Linked DNA regions of Gossypium hirsutum: region 2 is linked to region 1. A link is a contact called in public Hi-C data. All regions are on one chromosome and are shown on one strand. Each heading gives the region's core, a stretch centred on a gene start, on an enhancer-like site or on the middle of the called end of the contact. The rest is flanking DNA. Distances are from core to core; before and after follow the strand shown.

Region 1 (3,540 bases), core at 757-3,256:
AGGTGGCGAAGCCTATCTGGAAAATTGTTTGTATGATTAATAATCAATGAAGTATTCTAAGGTTAAGTTTATTTGCAGTTGTGGACTAAAGAAAGCTAAGCAAACTATTGATCAATTCCTAAATCAAAATCTAGTATCTGAATATAACACATTCTTCTATTTGATTTATGTTTTTTTCTTTTTTGTGTGTGTTAGAATTATTCTATTTGATTTATAGGGCAAGTTTGATGAAAGAAATCATAGACCAAGTAGTAATCTTCGTTTTTTTTTATTTTGGACCAGCAAGTAGTTATCTGGAACTAAATGTATCTTTCACTTCAACCACATACAGACATACATATATATATGTATATATAATTGCATGGGGCATAAATATTAGCTGATAAGCATATCCTGAGAAAAGAAAACTCACTGTAGGACATGTGAGCACATTAGCAGCTCAGGTTCTCCTCCCCAAATATGAGGCTGCCGCATCTGCACAACATAGTTGTCAAAATCACCCTCAAGGAACCTGCAAAAAGGTGTCAAGACTTACTTTCTTGTAGTGTCAATGAATTGAAATTTGAAAGGGAGATGCTAATCAAGAAATTTTTTCAGCTTATCTCAGGAGATACCCCTAATTGTCCTACTTACTAGCAGAACCAATAGTTCAAGCTTTACTAACAACCAAGTAAAAGATATGCAGTCCTCTTCAACAACTTAATAGATCTTCCCAAAGAAGAAAAGCTTACCATTCAGTGTCTGCCCGCCTCTTGATGAATTCATCAACAACCTGTCAGGACATGTAATCTTTTATTGTAAGGAGAAAAATGTTCAAAGTAGTAGAAAAGGAAGCTGCACTTGGTTGATTGAGGGCCAATACAAAGTTAAAGCAGAAAGACATGAAAATGGATTGCATAGAAACAAAATTCCCTAGGGCTGAATGTATATGCCAAAATGAACTTAAAGCAACAAAGACATCTGCAGCTAACAAAAAAATGAAAAGGGATTGCATAAAAAAAATTAAATTTCCGGAAAACCCATCAGTAGCAAGTACAACTAAAAACCAATTGATGCTTCATATAAAAGAGTAAAATAGAAAAGAAATGTACTTTATCTCTGAGTTCATCAGCAAGATCTTTCTGACAGCTCTCACTTGGGGACTGCTTCCCTGACCTCAGCCAGGCACCATGAATTACTGACCGGAACAAACATCTCCCATCACCAGGAATGCCTGCATTCAACAAGCTAAAATCTCAAACACATGCATTATGCCAAAAGCATATAGTTTTCCAATCATGAATAAGTTCGAACATAAAATGGGTTTGGTGCATATGGAGTTAGACACAAAGCATGTATTTCAGTCGATCATAAATAAATTTACCGCCCAAACAATATCCATAACATTATCAAGAAATTAATGGAAGTGAAGAAGACAACTATTCAATTTCTAGCTAAAATGCTATCAAGTTCTTTGTTCAAACTTTCAAAAGATTAAGTAATTATAAAAAAAAGGACCTTCGCCGAATTCCATAATAATTGCAACAATGAACGACCTCACAATTTCAGAAGGTAATGAAAGGGCAAGAAAGAAGAGAAAACCATTATTAATCCAAACAAGTATGAAAGCCAAAATACAAGATCATCACAAACAAGTCACGCCGTCCAAGACGAAGTAAAGAATCTTACTTAAAAAAAATAAAATTCACGAAGTAAAGAATCTAATTTTGCAACAAGAGGAAAAATTTGCAAATATACAAAATCAAGATAAGGTGGGAATTGGAAGGTTACCAATCCAAGTTTCCTGTTTAGGCATTCGTTTCATATTTTTTTAAACTAAATTTGAAAAGAGAGAGAGAGAGAGGAAAATCCTGAAAATCAATCAATCGACGAACAGTGCGGTTTTTGTGCAGGTAAAAAGAAAAGATTTACCGGTGAATAAAATTGGAGAGGGAGGTTGAAAGTGATGAGAGAATAATTTTCATTGTTTGTGGTTGGATGGCCAAGTTTAGGGAATCCCATTCCACTTCCATGCTTTTCCTCCTGTTTTTTTTCATTAATAATTACACAAGCAGAGAAGAGAGGATAGTAATACGTGGCCATTTATGATTTGTTGACATGAGGGCGACCAAATTGCAATTGCTTATTGTAACCGTTAAACTATTATTCCCGCTAAAATTTATAACTGCCGTTCTTTTGGCTGCCTGTTCCATTTGAACCAAAAAAAGTTAATTTCTGCTATTAGTGCCTGTATTTTGAAACATTTATAGATTTAATCCTTATACTTTTATTTGGTCATTTTTGGTCCTTTACTTTTTAAATTTTTAAATTTTAGTCCTCACCAAATAGTAACTGTTAAATTCATTAAGTAAAGTTTTGCTATTTCTAAAATATGATGAATCAAACATATTATCATATGTGTATTACCATTTCAACTTATTATTTTTACATATTACTCATTAAAAATCTAGTTAATGGATTAACGACTGTTATTTGCGTCAAGACTAGAATTTCAAAATTCAAAAAGCATAGAGACTTTAAATGATCCAATTGGGGAAAATAGACTAAATCTATAATTGTATGCTTAGTACAAGATTTGTAATTGAATTTAACCTTACATATTTAATTGCTACAATTTGGGTTAAAGCTAAAAATTTGAAAAGTAAAGGACTAAAATTGACCAATTTGAAAAATATAAGGACTGAAATTGAACAAATAGAAGTAGAAGGACTAAATATACAACATTCATAAAATATAAGGAATAATAACAAATTTAACCAAAAATAGTAGTGAGCCAGCGTCTTCGGTACGCTTTCTCGTCTTCAACTTTCTGTCTTGTAGTTGACTTTTGTTGGATTTATGACTTTTGTTTTTGACTTAATATAAAAATTACTTCTAAATTATATTTGATTTTCTATTTCATACTTAATTATTTTGTTTTTATGAGAAGTCGATACCTCTGACAGTTAACAAATAGTTAACTATGTTGAATGATTACGTGAACCGAGGCAAAATAAAAAGTGACGTCATTATTTATTCTAAAAATTATATTATATGAACTAATCATCATTTAATGAGTTGACTAAAACTTTACGTGTGATCTAAATTCAAGTCGAGTTAGTTGCGTTGCTGTTAGGTTTTGCTGCTATTTTATAATTCACCAAATATATATAATGAAATATATGCTTCGAAATCAATTAATAATAATATATGTGATATTAAAATAAAAATATTAATATATATAATTGATTAAGGTAATAAATTGTGCATATAAATAAATTAAAATAAAACTTAGTTGAGTGGTGAATTTAAAAATTTTTCAATTAAGTTGGTGTCCGATTGACTCGTGACACCAACTCAATCAGGAATGTTTTAATAGTGTAGATAAAATAATACCAAAAAATTAATAAAAAGGGAACATAAGTATAAAAATTGAAATATATACATAAATTTAAAAACTATTCAAAAAAATTTAAAATATAAAAGTTAGAATAAATTTTAAATATATAAAATTTATTTTTTAATTTCTAAAAATTAACTTTTATACTATATATAATTATA
Region 2 (3,540 bases), core at 505-3,004, 180 kb after region 1:
CTTGAGCACTAGGTTACCCTTTTGCTTGTTTATAGCTATTAAATCTAATGTTATACGAAGGCAGAAACAATAGAATCCGAAGCCACTTAACAGCAATACAATTCAAGCATAACCAGTAACCGGGGAAACAAAGGTGGTTCCACTTAAAATTTAACTTGCATACCTCAGTCAACATTCTATGCAATTCATCCCTAGCCTCAACAACACGGTCTCTGTCGTTGCTGTCAACCACGAAGATGAGACCCTGTGTATTCTGGAAGTAATGCCTCCACAACGGACGAATCTGCAAGATTAAGAATGAAAAACTGGGGCATTATTGACTAAGCATTACTTAGACACCACAACATGTAAAGATCCCCTAACTATCACTGCATCAAAAATTAAATAACATTTGAACTATTGCTGAAATAATAGGGAAACATAAAAGGAGAAAACACATACCTTGTCCTGACCACCAACATCCCACACAGTGAAACTGATGTTCTTATATTCCACAGTCTCCACATTAAATCCTGCAAAGGAAAACCATGACTAGTTAAAAAGATAAAGCTTGAGATGGATTAATAAAATCACAAGCCTGAAGAAATTCAAAGTACTATACAAATCACAATATGAAATATTAGCACTATGGTCCTCTAACTAGAGGTCACATGCTTCAAAGCTAATTCCTAATTTTGGATCTAAAAATCATAGGTGTAAATCGGTTGCATTTGATTTATACATGTTTCAATATCAAGGCTCTAAACGTCTAACATCTCAATTCTCAAATATACAAAAACAATAATGATAGCATTGACAAAGGAAAAAAAAGTTTCTACCAAATGATACAAACCCTGAATGAAAATATATTATCTAAGATGCAATTAAAGTTCGAAGGACCAAGAAAGTTAGATATGCTCACCGATGGTTGGAATGGTGGTAACAATTTCTCCAAGCTTGAGCTTGTACAAGATGGTAGTCTTACCGGCTGCATCGAGACCCACCATCAAAATCCGCATCTCCTTCTTAGCAAAAAGCCGGCTAAAAAGCTTCGTGAATGTCAGCCCCATTTCTCTTCCCTAATTGCTGATCCCTAAATATTACAATATTTTAAATATATTATTTCAAAAAAAAAAAACTCAAGCGTACCATTTTCCCAATCAATAATCAGATTTCGGTAAACCAAATAGATCTGAAGGTAGAGGTGCGAAGAATCAATACCATTATACCATTTCCACGGTTACCATCGAGAATTCAGTATATATACACACATAAATGGAGAAAATGAAAAACAATAAATCTAGAATACTTCATCGCCTAGATTTTCAGATAAGAGAGGAAAGCGACTAGATTTCTCAAAATTCGATCGACTGACAAGACATGAGGAAAGCAAGCATTCACGCAACGAATCGTTCATAACCAACAAAGTTTAAAGTAAAATGAAAGGATTTCAAAGCCTCACATCCAAACTAAAACAAAGAGAGCGCATTGAATTGGTTTCTTTACATTTACAACTTGCGAGATCGAAAGGAAAAATCGAAACAGAGAGATCGAAAGGAAAAATCGAAACAGAGATTAGAATGGTTATATACCTTTGGAGAAAATCGCAGAGAGATTTTGAATTTGATTTTGAAGCAAATGGAAGAAAGAGAGGCAGAGAGAGCTTGAGACCAAAGCAAATTAATTAATTTATTTATGAAGGAAAAGGCGGGCTGCACCCGCACCAGATACTTTTCCCCATCATTTCACATAAAATAACAAAATTGCCCCCGCGTCAAATTTCGCGTACCAATTGCATTCAGTTATGGACACCGCCACTGTTGCTTACACTATCCGAGTGGCCCAGCTTTCCCACAAGATATTTTTTATTTAGGTTTAATTGTGTTTTCAGCGCTACATTTTTTTTATATTTAAAATTTAATCTTTATACTTTTGATTCCTAGAATTTAATATTTCCACTCTTTTGATTTAGTAATTAAATTCCAATTGACAATATTTTAAAAGAAATCTATTAAATTAGATTTTATGGCACTTCTTTTAGAAATTGCTCAATGGTCAATTTAAATGTGATGACCAGATTTTAGCCAGTGTCAAAAAATGTGGTTTCAGAATCTAATTTTACAAACCAAGCCCATGAAATTATGAATAGAAGGATTTACTCATTTAGAATGAAAGGCATTTGTGGACAGTCAAGTAATTAAATCGAGAAAATCATCAATTATAATATAGGGACTAAATTGAAAAGTGTAATCGCTATTAAATTTTAATTTAGAAAATACTTGAGGACTCAATTAAAATTTGTGAAATGGATCTAATGTTAACCATTAATGTTTCATAAGTTAGTGGATGAGACCAATCCTTTCCATCCATTTTCCTTATGTTAAATAATGATCATGACCATTTATTTAGTTAATTAAGTAAGATTTGTTCCTTAATTAAGTTTAATCATTCTATTATCTAAGAGTATATGACAAGTGAGTGGGGAGAGAGAAGAGAACATTCATTCTTCTCTCCCAAATTGTCGTCCAAAGCTTGAAAGAAAGAACAAAATTTCCCTTTTACTTCCTTTTGCATTTCGATCCAAAATTGAATAAGGTTATTTGAGCTTAATCTATCATACCCAAGTTTTAGATTATCAAATTTCTAAGTATATGCTAAGTTACCATTAGTAGGTTTTTGTGGAATCAAGCTTGATAATGTTAAGAATTGTTGATTAATAAACTTAGGTTATGTTAGGACTAAGTTTAAAAGTGAAAAGCGTAGGATTTGATTAGAAATTGTACTAAGCTATATAGTTCATATATGACATTCAAGACTAAATTGGAAAGTTGTTAAGAAATTAAGCTATAGATTACAAATAAAAGGTCCCTAATGAAAGAATATGAAATTGGATTTTGATTCAATACTAAATTTTGAGAAATAAGATCATTTCAGATATTAGGTCTTATAGGGACTAAAATGAATAAAATACAAACTATGTTAAATTATTTTGTTTTCATGTGTTTGTGTGAAACTAATATTATTTCCATTATTGAATTTATCGTACGTAATTAAAGACCACATTGGGCATCTTGAGATAAAGGAAAGGCGAAGGCCATAGACGAGTAACCTATTCTGGTTTGTGCTTTCATGAATTTGAATTCAATTTATAGCCGATTAAGTACTAATTTGACTAAGATAAAGATTGTTACTTGTCTCACGATTGGTAAGAATTTTATGCCATGGTGAAATGTTGCAATGTGATGAAAGTATATGTGTTTGTATGCATATTGTGTTTTGAAGCAAAAATATGACTATGAAATAAATGACATGTGAAATTTGATGTAAAATGAAATTGTATATAAAAGCATGGCATTGGTATGCAATTGATAATGAAAATATCATGTAATGAAAAAATGATGTGTGAACATGTATGTTTGAAACTTTGAATACCCTATTAACGATCTCGGATAGAGTCGGGTATAGTTGGCATGCTATAAGTTAGTGTATGTGATTTTACTTTGGTTTATTTCAATGAGGCGTAGAGTGCATATCATACTTCAGGTGTACTGATGAGGTGTT

Evidence for each region. A called contact is a pair of places that touch in the nucleus more often than the background predicts.
Region 2: a contact with region 1 is called in a Hi-C map of leaf, with 1.5 times the contacts expected there. The contact joins the promoter of LOC107922371 here to the promoter of LOC107922289 in region 1. A contact is called at or near these places in 2 of 34 Hi-C or Micro-C datasets (both in leaf).

Annotation. Positions count from the first base shown.
Region 1 is chrD01:50,474,155-50,477,694 of Gossypium_hirsutum_v2.1, forward strand. It overlaps LOC107922289 (OVARIAN TUMOR DOMAIN-containing deubiquitinating enzyme 4), which reads right to left and starts at 2,007. Exons shown (of 6, transcript XM_016852257.2): 1 at 1,771-2,007; 2 at 1,092-1,213; 3 at 732-772; 4 at 413-511. The coding sequence starts at 1,804.
Region 2 is chrD01:50,656,160-50,659,699 of Gossypium_hirsutum_v2.1, forward strand. LOC107922371 (ADP-ribosylation factor 2) reads right to left here and starts at 1,755. Exons shown (of 7, transcript XM_016852369.2): 1 at 1,572-1,755; 2 at 902-1,072; 3 at 442-512; 4 at 164-283. The coding sequence starts at 1,049.